Regions from separate parts of the Ovis aries genome. Here all the other regions are linked to region 3. Evidence: chromatin contacts called from public Hi-C data. All regions are on one chromosome and are shown on one strand. Each heading gives the region's core, a stretch centred on a gene start, on an enhancer-like site or on the middle of the called end of the contact. The rest is flanking DNA. Distances are from core to core; before and after follow the strand shown. Region 1 overlaps MYO16 (myosin XVI). Region 2 overlaps MYO16 (myosin XVI). Region 3 has its middle 140 kb from the start of COL4A1.

Region 1 (2,906 bases), core at 375-2,874, 600 kb after region 3:
GAGCAGACAGAAAGCCAGGAAACAGTCCTTCTAAACCAGAGGGATTATTCTGGCTTCACCTGGGTGCTGTGGGCCCCTGACATTGCGGAGGGCAGCTTGTGGGACAAGAGGGTGGAAAGGGCCTCCATCGAGATGCTTACATTGAAGGAGCACTGTCATCGTTTGTCGTGTCTGACTCTTTGCGACCCTACGGACTGCAGCCCAACAGGCTCCTCTCTCCATAGGATTCTCCAGGCAAGAATCCTGGAGTGGGTAGCCATTCCCTTCTCCAGGGGAACCTTCCTGACCCAGGGGTGGAACCTGGGTCTCTTGCACGGGCAGGCAGATTCTTCCCCACTGAGCCACCAGGGAAGCCTTTCAAGGCTCGTGGCCACATGCTAACAGGACCAGGTACCCTGAACTCGTGTTTGGAGACAGGGCTGCCCGCACACGGCCTCCTCTGGCCGCCCCACCTGCTCCCCTCCTTCTGCACCCACCTGGAGAACTCCCAGCCCCCCACCTCCTGCCCCCATCATCACCCATCACGCATCCTGCTCACAGGTCAGCCCTGGCGGGAGGCTCTCCAAGACATAACCGCAGCAACAAGCTCCTGCTCTGGGGCCACCAGCTGTGCCCCCGCCCCATGCCCTGCTCATGAACGCTCCGTGATGAAGTCTGGTCAACCTCTCCCCAAAGAAGGCCCAAGCACACCGCTGGAGTTCACAGGCCACTCAGGGCTCAGTCACAGACCCATGGGGGCGTCTATGACCCCCAGGTAGAGCCTCACTTTGAAATGGGGCGGACCCATCTGCCGCCCGCCCTGTCTGGAGACAGCAGGGCACCCAGAGCTCTCTCTCCTCTCTGGATTCCCGGGGGCAAGCCCTGGGCTTGCATCAAGCTAATGCCTGGTGGATGACTACAAGGGAGTTAGCTCTGCAAGTTAATGCAAGTCCTGGGTACAGGGCCCTGGTTGCACAATTTCCCTGAGTGAAAGAGTTCTTGGGCATTGAGAGAGAGGAGGTGCTGTAAACAGGGAGAAAAATGTCACAGCATTCACAACAAATATTAGGCACTTTAAAAAAAATGTCCAATTAACACGGAAGGCAAAGAGCTCTGTGCTCTTAAAGTAGATATGTCTGACTATGGATCAGTGTATTCCATTTGAAAGCTCATTTGCAAGAAGAGACAGACTAAGGATTATTTCAACTGGGCATCCGGGGAATGAGAAGCACTGCAGCGTCCAGTTGCAAGGCCCAAACACAGAGACGCCTGTACTGCGGCAGGGCCAGGAGCTGCTCAGAACATCCTTTGCTCACACAGGGACCCACGCGTGCGTCAAAGCTCGGGTTCACTGACCCGGCCAGGGCAGCCACATTCTACAGCTCATCCTCTCCATCTATCCACCCAGCGACGAGCGAAGGACTTGCTTCGCTGGGGATGCTAGGCTTGCCTTCCCCAAGGACTTCGTTTGGAAAAACGGGGGAAACTTGGGGCTGATTTAAAATGGTTCCATAAGGCAGAGGGATGCTTTCCTTTCACGGGAGGGCGTCCAGAGTGCCCTGGACTACACATCAGTAAAGTATGTGCTTGCTCCGTCCACGCCCTTTCTAACATTCATGAAGCCTCAGGCCACCACCCCCCACAAATAAATCACCACGCAGAGAAAGCAAAGCAGCTGGAGAGTGAGAGAGATTAACAGCTCAGCACAGCATACACAGCCAGAAAAGCCTGCATGTAGGCAAGACGCCTCGGGGATGCCGAGCCCTACCTCCCATCATGGGATGCAGAGACCTGCACAGGAGGACGGATGTCTTAGCTGCCATCTCATCAGAAGGCGCCAGAGACGAAACAGGAGACAAGTGTCGAGACGTCTGCCGCAAACACTAGCGGAGAACGGCAGTTTACCAACGCTGCCCTTGAGCACAGGTCACAGGTTTCCGCCTGTACTTCTGTGATATTTCAGTGATTTTAAAGCATCTTCTTGTTAGCAAACAACGCATAATTGCGCTTAATTTGGCAGAGAAGCTTCAAAATCTCACTCAGTACCGATTGAGGAGGCTACGGGGGCTTCCCTGGTGGCTCAGTGGTAAAGAATCCGCCTGCCGATGGAGGAGACAGGGGGTCGATCTCTGGTGCGGGAAGATCCCCACACACTCCTTGGGTAACTAAGTCCACGCCGCAACTGCAGAGCCTGTGCTCCAGAGTCCGGAAGCTGCAGTGACCGAGCCCACACACCGCAACTACTGAAGCCCGTGTTCCATAACAGGAGAAACCACCACAGCTAGAGTGTGGTCCCCGCTGGCCCCAACTAGAGAAAGCGCGCACAGCCACAGAGACCCAGCCCAGCCCCAAACAAATCGAAACGATTGCTTTGAAAAGATGCAGTTGTAATACATACTTGAGAGACTGATCTTTCACGCTTAGCTCTGTTTGGACATGACATTTAGAAATTCACACCTTGAGGCTGTCACTGTAGAAAAGTTATCTGCACAGCTGTCCACATGGTGGTGGTGAGGGGGTGCGGCGCTGTGCTCACAGACCCTGTGGAAGTTCTCGAAGACCAGTGATTTCTGGTGGAAAGCTGACTCCTGAGAATTACTTCAGCTGCATCATGAAAAAATGATGCTCCAGCATCTTAGGGGCAGCTTCTGTCTTGAGCAGCAAGATGATGTTAGTTAATCAAGTCTCTGATGTTCAAATGGATTGACAGGTCTGTACTTATTAACGTGACTTAAGAATAAAGCTTATATTTTTTTTCTAAAGGACCTCCCTGATGAAATTGATACAAATATTTATCAGTAAATTGCTTTGACATTGGGACCTATTTCCACATAATTGAGTGATGGTGGAGTAAGCTGGAGATGAGCTAAGATTGGTCACAGAGATAGTTCATTAATCTGCTGTACTTTTGTATGTATTTGAAATTT
Region 2 (3,139 bases), core at 561-3,060, 750 kb after region 3:
CAGTCACACGTGAGGATCAAGATGATCAGTGTTTGGTCTTGGTTTAATCGCATGAATTTCTTTAACCAAAAAGCTTGTTAAATGCCCTGTTTGGCCCCTCATGTGGAAGACATAGTCTGTGTGCCCTGCCTTTGAGGATCAGTCATGGGTTTCTACAGCCCCATTTCCAAGGAGCTGATATTTGGTGAAATGATTCCTTACCCGCCTCTCTATTCCAGTTTCCTATAAGTGAGTAGAGACTGCAGACACAAATGGAGGAAGGGAAGAGAAGAAACAACAGCTAAAAAAGAAAAAACCAGTAGCAAATGCGAAGACCAAAGAGTACGAGTGGTAGGAGTCAGGGAAAGAGGGAAACACAGGGATGGAACAGACAGAGCAGCAAAGAGCAAAGTGCCGTGTGACTGCCCGTTCCTAGAACTCCCGCCCCTGAATGCGGTGAGGCTGGAGTGGAGCCAAGGGCCCAGAGCTATCCACTGAGGGGGAGCCCCTGCCTCCCACCCCTCCCTTGCTGTCGCCCGGCAACCACTTCCACCCCTTGCTGCCCCATGAGCCAAGGGGAAAGACAGGGACCCAAATCGATGTATATCGAGTAAAAAAAAAAATTAAATCTGTCACTAAGTCTTGGCTCACGACCTACAGGCATACCAGTTACCCATGCAGTCTTATGTTGATTGCTAATGAGGAACTAGCTGCCATTTAAAGTGGCTCCATACTGAACATCCGGGACACAGAGATGATGCATAGGAAAAGGAGATTTGTAGGAATTTCTGAGGTCTTGGTGGCTCAGTGGTAAAGAATCCGCCTGCCAATGCAGGAGACGCGGGTTCGATCTCTGGGTTGGAAAGATCCCCTGGAGGAGGAAATGGCCACCCACTCCAGGATTCTTGCCTGGAGAATCCCATGGACAAGAGAGCCTGAGGGGCTACGGTCCACGGGGTCGCACAGAGTCGGACCCGACTGAAACGGCTGAGCACGCTTCACATCTCTTGTTCTCTGGACCTGTGCTATTCACTTCAGTGAACAGTAACCACGCAAGACAATGTCAGTTTAAATTGATCAGAATTTTTTTTTAAGTTTAAAAAAAGTTAAAAATCCACATCCTGAGTCTACAGCAGCCTCCTCCACCATGCCTGGCAACCCCAAGTGGCCAGTGACTGCCATACTGCAGGTGAAACCTGGAACGTTCCTGGGATCACAGAAATTTCCATTGCGTAGCAGAGGGCTTAGGCACTTTAAAGAGTATGTTTCAGCTTTGGAGGTATTTGATAATTCTTTAAGAATTAAAAAAAAAAAAAAAGAAGCATAGTGTTCAAGAAGATAGTTTAATCGAATGATTAGATTACTCTCCCAAGTGGTGCTTGGCAGCAGACAGCTCCTTCCGTCTGCCATGTTTCTCGACTCAGCCAGTGCGAAGTTCTTATCTGTTTCGCTCACGTGCTCCCTGTGGGAGAAGGTCTCAACCGCCTTCTTGAGGACGGCAGCCCATCTTCTCGGTACCCTGCGGCCCTGGGCGTAATGTTTGCTCACGTCTCTCTCCCACTAGCATGCAAGCTCCACGAGGCAGAGGAATGTTTTTGAATGAATAACTTTTACAAACTAGCAGAGGGTTGATTTCCTCAGTGGAATATTTAACCGCATGACTCACCAAGTTACTGAAGCCAATTACATTCAGAGCTTGTTTCAAAACAGCAAATTTCTCCCTGTTCAGGGAACGCTCTGCTGTTGATCTATCTTCTCTAAGGGTCTGGTGCAAATACCTGTGAGGAGGAAAACCACACAGTTTTATGGCTTGGCTTGTCAACAAACCCCAGTGGTGAAGTCACTTCAGCCCTGTCTGGTCTCCAGAATAATGGACATCACCTGGACATTGTGTCCCTGTATGATTTATACGGCTTTGGTCCGTAAGAGCACATGCTGTTTCCGGAAGGAAGAAAGGAAGGTTCTTGTTGTACCAGAACGTATTTACACTGTTTCCCTTGGTTCTCACTTGAGTGGCTCCCCTCCTCAGAGAAGGTCACGAATACTTTGTGTATTTCATATAGAAATCTAGCAGATTCTACCCCATGCTTTGTAATTCGTATTTGTAGTCAAAATTTTAAATTGAGAGCAATCTACGATTTCTTCTCGTCAATATCTTTTAACTACAAGGTGGATGATTAATTCATGGATTTATTCCTTTCGTTCAAAAAGCACAGAAAGGACAAAAGAAGTTGACCGTGTTAGTTGGTCAGTCGTGTCTGACTCTTTGCGACCCCATGGACTGTAGCCCGCCAGGCTCCTCTGTCCATGGGACTCTCCAGGCAAGAACACTGGAGTGAGTTGCCATTTCCTTCTCCAGGGGCTCTTCCTGACCCAGGGATGGAACCCAGTCCTCCCACATTGCAGGCAGACTCTTTACCGTCTGAGCCACCTGGATAGCCCTAAGCACAAAGGAATCGCCTACCAAATACACAATACTAACACTTCGGGATACAAAGAGCTTATCCCTGGAGGCTCAAGAACAAACACAGTGTGTCCAAAGACAGAGACAAGAGACAAAGCGCGGCTGTGATGCAGCATGGAAGCAGAACAACAGAGAAGGCCTTGGCCTGTTTGCAGGAGTGCAGAAAGGGAACCGGGGGAACGGCTGTGGGCCAGGACGAGGCTTTGGTTTCAAGAGCTGACGTTTGAGTAAGGATCGCCCGGGAAATCCGAGATCCACGGTGATCCTCAGAATAACTGGCACTATGTGCAAAGGCACACAGGCAGGATCCCATGTGGTGTGTGTATGTTGGAAACTTGCACAGGTCTGCACAGTCGGAGCCTCTGGCGAGAGGGGCCGAGGGTGATGAGGCCAGACAAGGAGCCAGAGCCCTGTGCGTCCTGCAGAAGTTTCCGTGGTGGCGTGGAAGTGGCGGCTGTCCCCAGGGCCTTGAAGCAAAGAAAGATTGGCGGTGCAGGAGGCATTTCCCCGCAGCCCAGTGAGGTGGCCTGGAATTAGCCCTTAGCAGTTGTAGTAGTTCAGTCGCTCAGTCGTGTGTGACTCTTTGCGACTTCACGGGCTGTAGCCCGCCAGGCTCCTCTGTCCATGGGATTCTCCAGGCAAGAATGCTGGAGTGAGTTGCCATTCCCTTCTCCAGGGGATCTTCCCAACCTGGAT
Region 3 (3,072 bases), core at 370-2,869:
GACGAGCGATGCCTGCTTGGACCCTCCCTGTCCAGTCCTTGTGGCTGGTCAGACCCACACGACATCCCAGACCCTGCAGCCTTAGACTGGAACTTCGAACGGGACACGGAGAGCGCGTGAGTTACTTTATTTGCTCCTATCTAAAGCATTCTGTTTCATCACTGCCATCCGAAGAAGAATTTATATTGAGAAGGGTCTGTTTCTCACTGTATTTTCCATCTGTTTGCAGAGTCCAGACACCTTTACTCCTTCTCTTCCCTCTGTGTGTCTGCGTTTTTAAAAAATATTTATTCGCTGCATCAGGCCTTAGCTGTGGCAGGCGGGGTCTTCATTGCATGTGTGACCCCATGGGCTGCAGCCCGCCGGGCTTCTCTGTCCGTGGGATCCTCCAGGCAAGAATAGTGAGTGGAGTGGGTTGCCATTCCCTTCTCCAGGGGATCTTCCCGACCCAGGGATTGAACCTATGTCCCCTGCATTGGGAGGCAGATTCTTTAGCACTGAGCCACCTGCGAAGCCCATAAATGTGCATAGCACAGCTAAATATATATATATATATATATCCATGGAGCGTGAGGACATATATATTAAAGTGATCTATGATGATCTTTCCTTTATTTATTTCTGCCCTGAGAAATATGGAATCTGACTTCCCTGACCAGAGATCAAACCCATGCCCCTGTGTTGGAAGCACGCAGAGTCTTAACCCCTGGACCGACAGGAAAGTACCGAGTCTTGCTACGCGTTCAGGTCACGGCATCTGGAGGTATAACCCTGAAAACCATTAATGACGTCCTAAAACCTGTCCTATAGCAGACAAGGAAAAAAAAACAGAACAACCTGAACAAACTGTTTTAAACAGAGAAGAATAGTAATGAGCCGTTAAATGACGTCGTAAGCACGCTCTGAGGATGTGGGGAAAAGTATGCTTTCAGAATCCATTATATTTAAAGATGATGCAGTGCAGTCTTCTTGGAATTGAAGAAAAGTAGAAAGTGGACTAGTAACTCCGGAGGTGGGGAACTTGTCTCCCAGGCAGGCCGAGCCCGGGACCCGAGGGCACCCAGACCTGGGGGAAGGCACTTGGTGTGTCTCCTTATTCCCATAAAAGGCTCCAGTAGTTTCCATGTGTATCTGTGGGGCGTGAGGAAGTCACATGGCAGCTTCAGACCAAACAACACAAGAAAGTGTCAGACATTCAGGGGAGCTGCTCGATTCTTGATGACAAGGGCTGTCTCTGCAAGGGCCTGATCTCCAGGGAGGTCAGCGGGGATGCCCACGGGGAAGGAGCCTGGAACGTGGGCCTTGCCGTCTGATGCTGGACCCAACAGGGCCCTCCTGGCCCCTCAGATCCAGCAGGGGCCCGCTTACAGAGGGGCTTCAGAGGGTGGGCGCTCTCGGCTGCCACTGACCCCTGCCTACCCCATGTGTTCTTCCTTGTCTAAGTCCAGAGGCTGAACACCCAGGACCGGAGCCAGCCGACCATCCGCCGGGTCCGACCGAGATGCTCCCAGGAGGCCGTTATTCTCCGAGACGGGCACGAGGGGGCAGCACAGCCCGCGTCAAGCAGCCCCCACTCCTCGCAAACACGCCCTGTCCCAGGAGGGCGGCTCTGCAGAGGCCCGGCCAGGCCCTGCCTGCCCGGACGCTCAGGCCTCCTGCCCTGCCCCCTGCCTTCCAGCGCATGCTCACACATGCACGCGCGCGCGCGCACACACACACACCCTCACACACGCACACACCGTGCACGCACACACATGTAAATACACTGGCTGCTGGGGTCCACGTGCTTGCAACCTCCACACTTTCCTATGTGGAACTCCTCCCCCACACATGCCGGTGTCTGGAGGGGGTTCCAGCTCAGCTACAATCTCTCAGAGACCCTCGGAGGCCTGGCATTGCTCCAGGAGGGGTGAAGGACCCTGAGGGTGGTGGGGGGCGGCCGCCAGGCTTCCTCAGGGGCCAGCTGCCAGTCTCCAGAGGCTGACCCAAGACCCAGGTGCCACGGCAGACCCTTACCTCAGGGCACCCAGCGTTTTATCCTCCCAAAGTGTGGTCAGCAATCCAGCCCAGCCTCTCTGAGCCCTGTGATATAGAGACGGTCCTGAGTCAGGGCGGCCTCTTGGAGACGTCCTGCGGTCCCGAGGATGGAGCCTCATCACCGGGTAAAGTGGGCCCTGTGTGACCCCAGGACTCACACGCAGGACTCGCATCCACCCTCTGCACCTCGGCCCCTGTCCTGGAGTTAAACATGTGGCATCTAAGAGGTGCAGACAAGCTGCACGCTGTGGAGTCTAATCTCATCGTGACCGCAAGCTCGGCCAGCCCTGGGAGAGGGCACCGTCTGAGGTTTCCCAGCCATATTGTGGGGCGAGATTGTCCTAAAAGAAACTGAGTGTCAAGACTGCTGCTGACAGTGGTTGGTGTTTTCCACCTTGGACATCATGAAAAAGATGGGAGGGAACATGCCCAGAAGGTGTGCCACGTGCCTGGGAAGCCGTGTGGCACTGGGGGCACCCTCTGAGCAGGGACAGGTGCGGCAGGGCGCCTTGAGATGCGAGAGCTCCCAGTGGGCTGCAGTGGGCGGTGGGCTGGCCCGCTCTTCCCCAGGGGCCTGTCTGCCCGCTCACCTTGGCAGGGACAGGGTAGGGAAGTCTGAGATGCAAGTCATGGTCCCGGCACATTCAGAAAAGAGAGGACACCAACTCTCTCGGAAGCAAATCGATGGCTTAATTCAGTGGTTCGCAGAGTTCAGGCCCCAGACCAGCAGCAAGAGCAGCCCTGGGGACCTTGTTACAGACACAGACCATAGGGCCCTAGCCCAGACCTTCCAGCCCAGCAACCCTGAAGAGCTGAGAGCGGATATCCATGTGTGACGGGCCTTTCACGTGGGGAAGACGCACAGTCAAGTGTGAGCACCCTGGGTTTACTTTAATAGCAACCTGGAGGTGTGACTGTGTGTTCATACTAAAGGGGTTAAAGATAAAGTTGTCTTTTATCCAGTGACTCCCTTCCTAGGAATGGACTTTCTTTTATGCATTTATTTTTATTTTTAATTAGGGTGTAATTACTTTA

What was found. Hi-C and Micro-C count contacts between places; a contact is called where the count stands out from the background.
Region 1: a contact with region 3 is called in a Hi-C map of skin fibroblasts, with 4 times the contacts expected there. The contact joins two enhancer-like sites. A contact is called at or near these places in 3 of 16 Hi-C or Micro-C datasets (muscle, skin fibroblasts and tail adipose tissue).
Region 2: a Hi-C map of liver shows a contact between it and region 3, with 4 times the contacts expected there. The contact joins two enhancer-like sites. A contact is called at or near these places in 7 of 16 Hi-C or Micro-C datasets (blood, hypothalamus, liver and 3 more).

The regions. Positions count from the first base shown.
Region 1 is chr10:83,632,904-83,635,809 of ARS-UI_Ramb_v3.0, reverse strand. All of the region lies in intron 32 of MYO16 (myosin XVI), which reads right to left. Among named protein-coding and RNA genes, the nearest start is that of TRNAY-GUA, 8.9 kb to the right of the region's middle. Within about 2 kb of position 1,624, at least 9 of the 54 cell types and tissues checked have an H3K27ac peak or open chromatin away from gene starts, as enhancers often do.
Region 2 is chr10:83,481,427-83,484,565 of ARS-UI_Ramb_v3.0, reverse strand. MYO16 (myosin XVI) reads right to left here. Exons shown (of 35, transcript XM_042255055.2): 17 at 1,646-1,757. Among named protein-coding and RNA genes, the nearest start is that of TRNAY-GUA, 140 kb to the left of the region's middle. Within about 2 kb of position 1,810, at least 7 of the 54 cell types and tissues checked have an H3K27ac peak or open chromatin away from gene starts, as enhancers often do.
Region 3 is chr10:84,228,693-84,231,764 of ARS-UI_Ramb_v3.0, reverse strand. No RefSeq gene overlaps it. Among named protein-coding and RNA genes, the nearest start is that of COL4A1, 140 kb to the left of the region's middle. Within about 2 kb of position 1,619, at least 16 of the 54 cell types and tissues checked have an H3K27ac peak or open chromatin away from gene starts, as enhancers often do.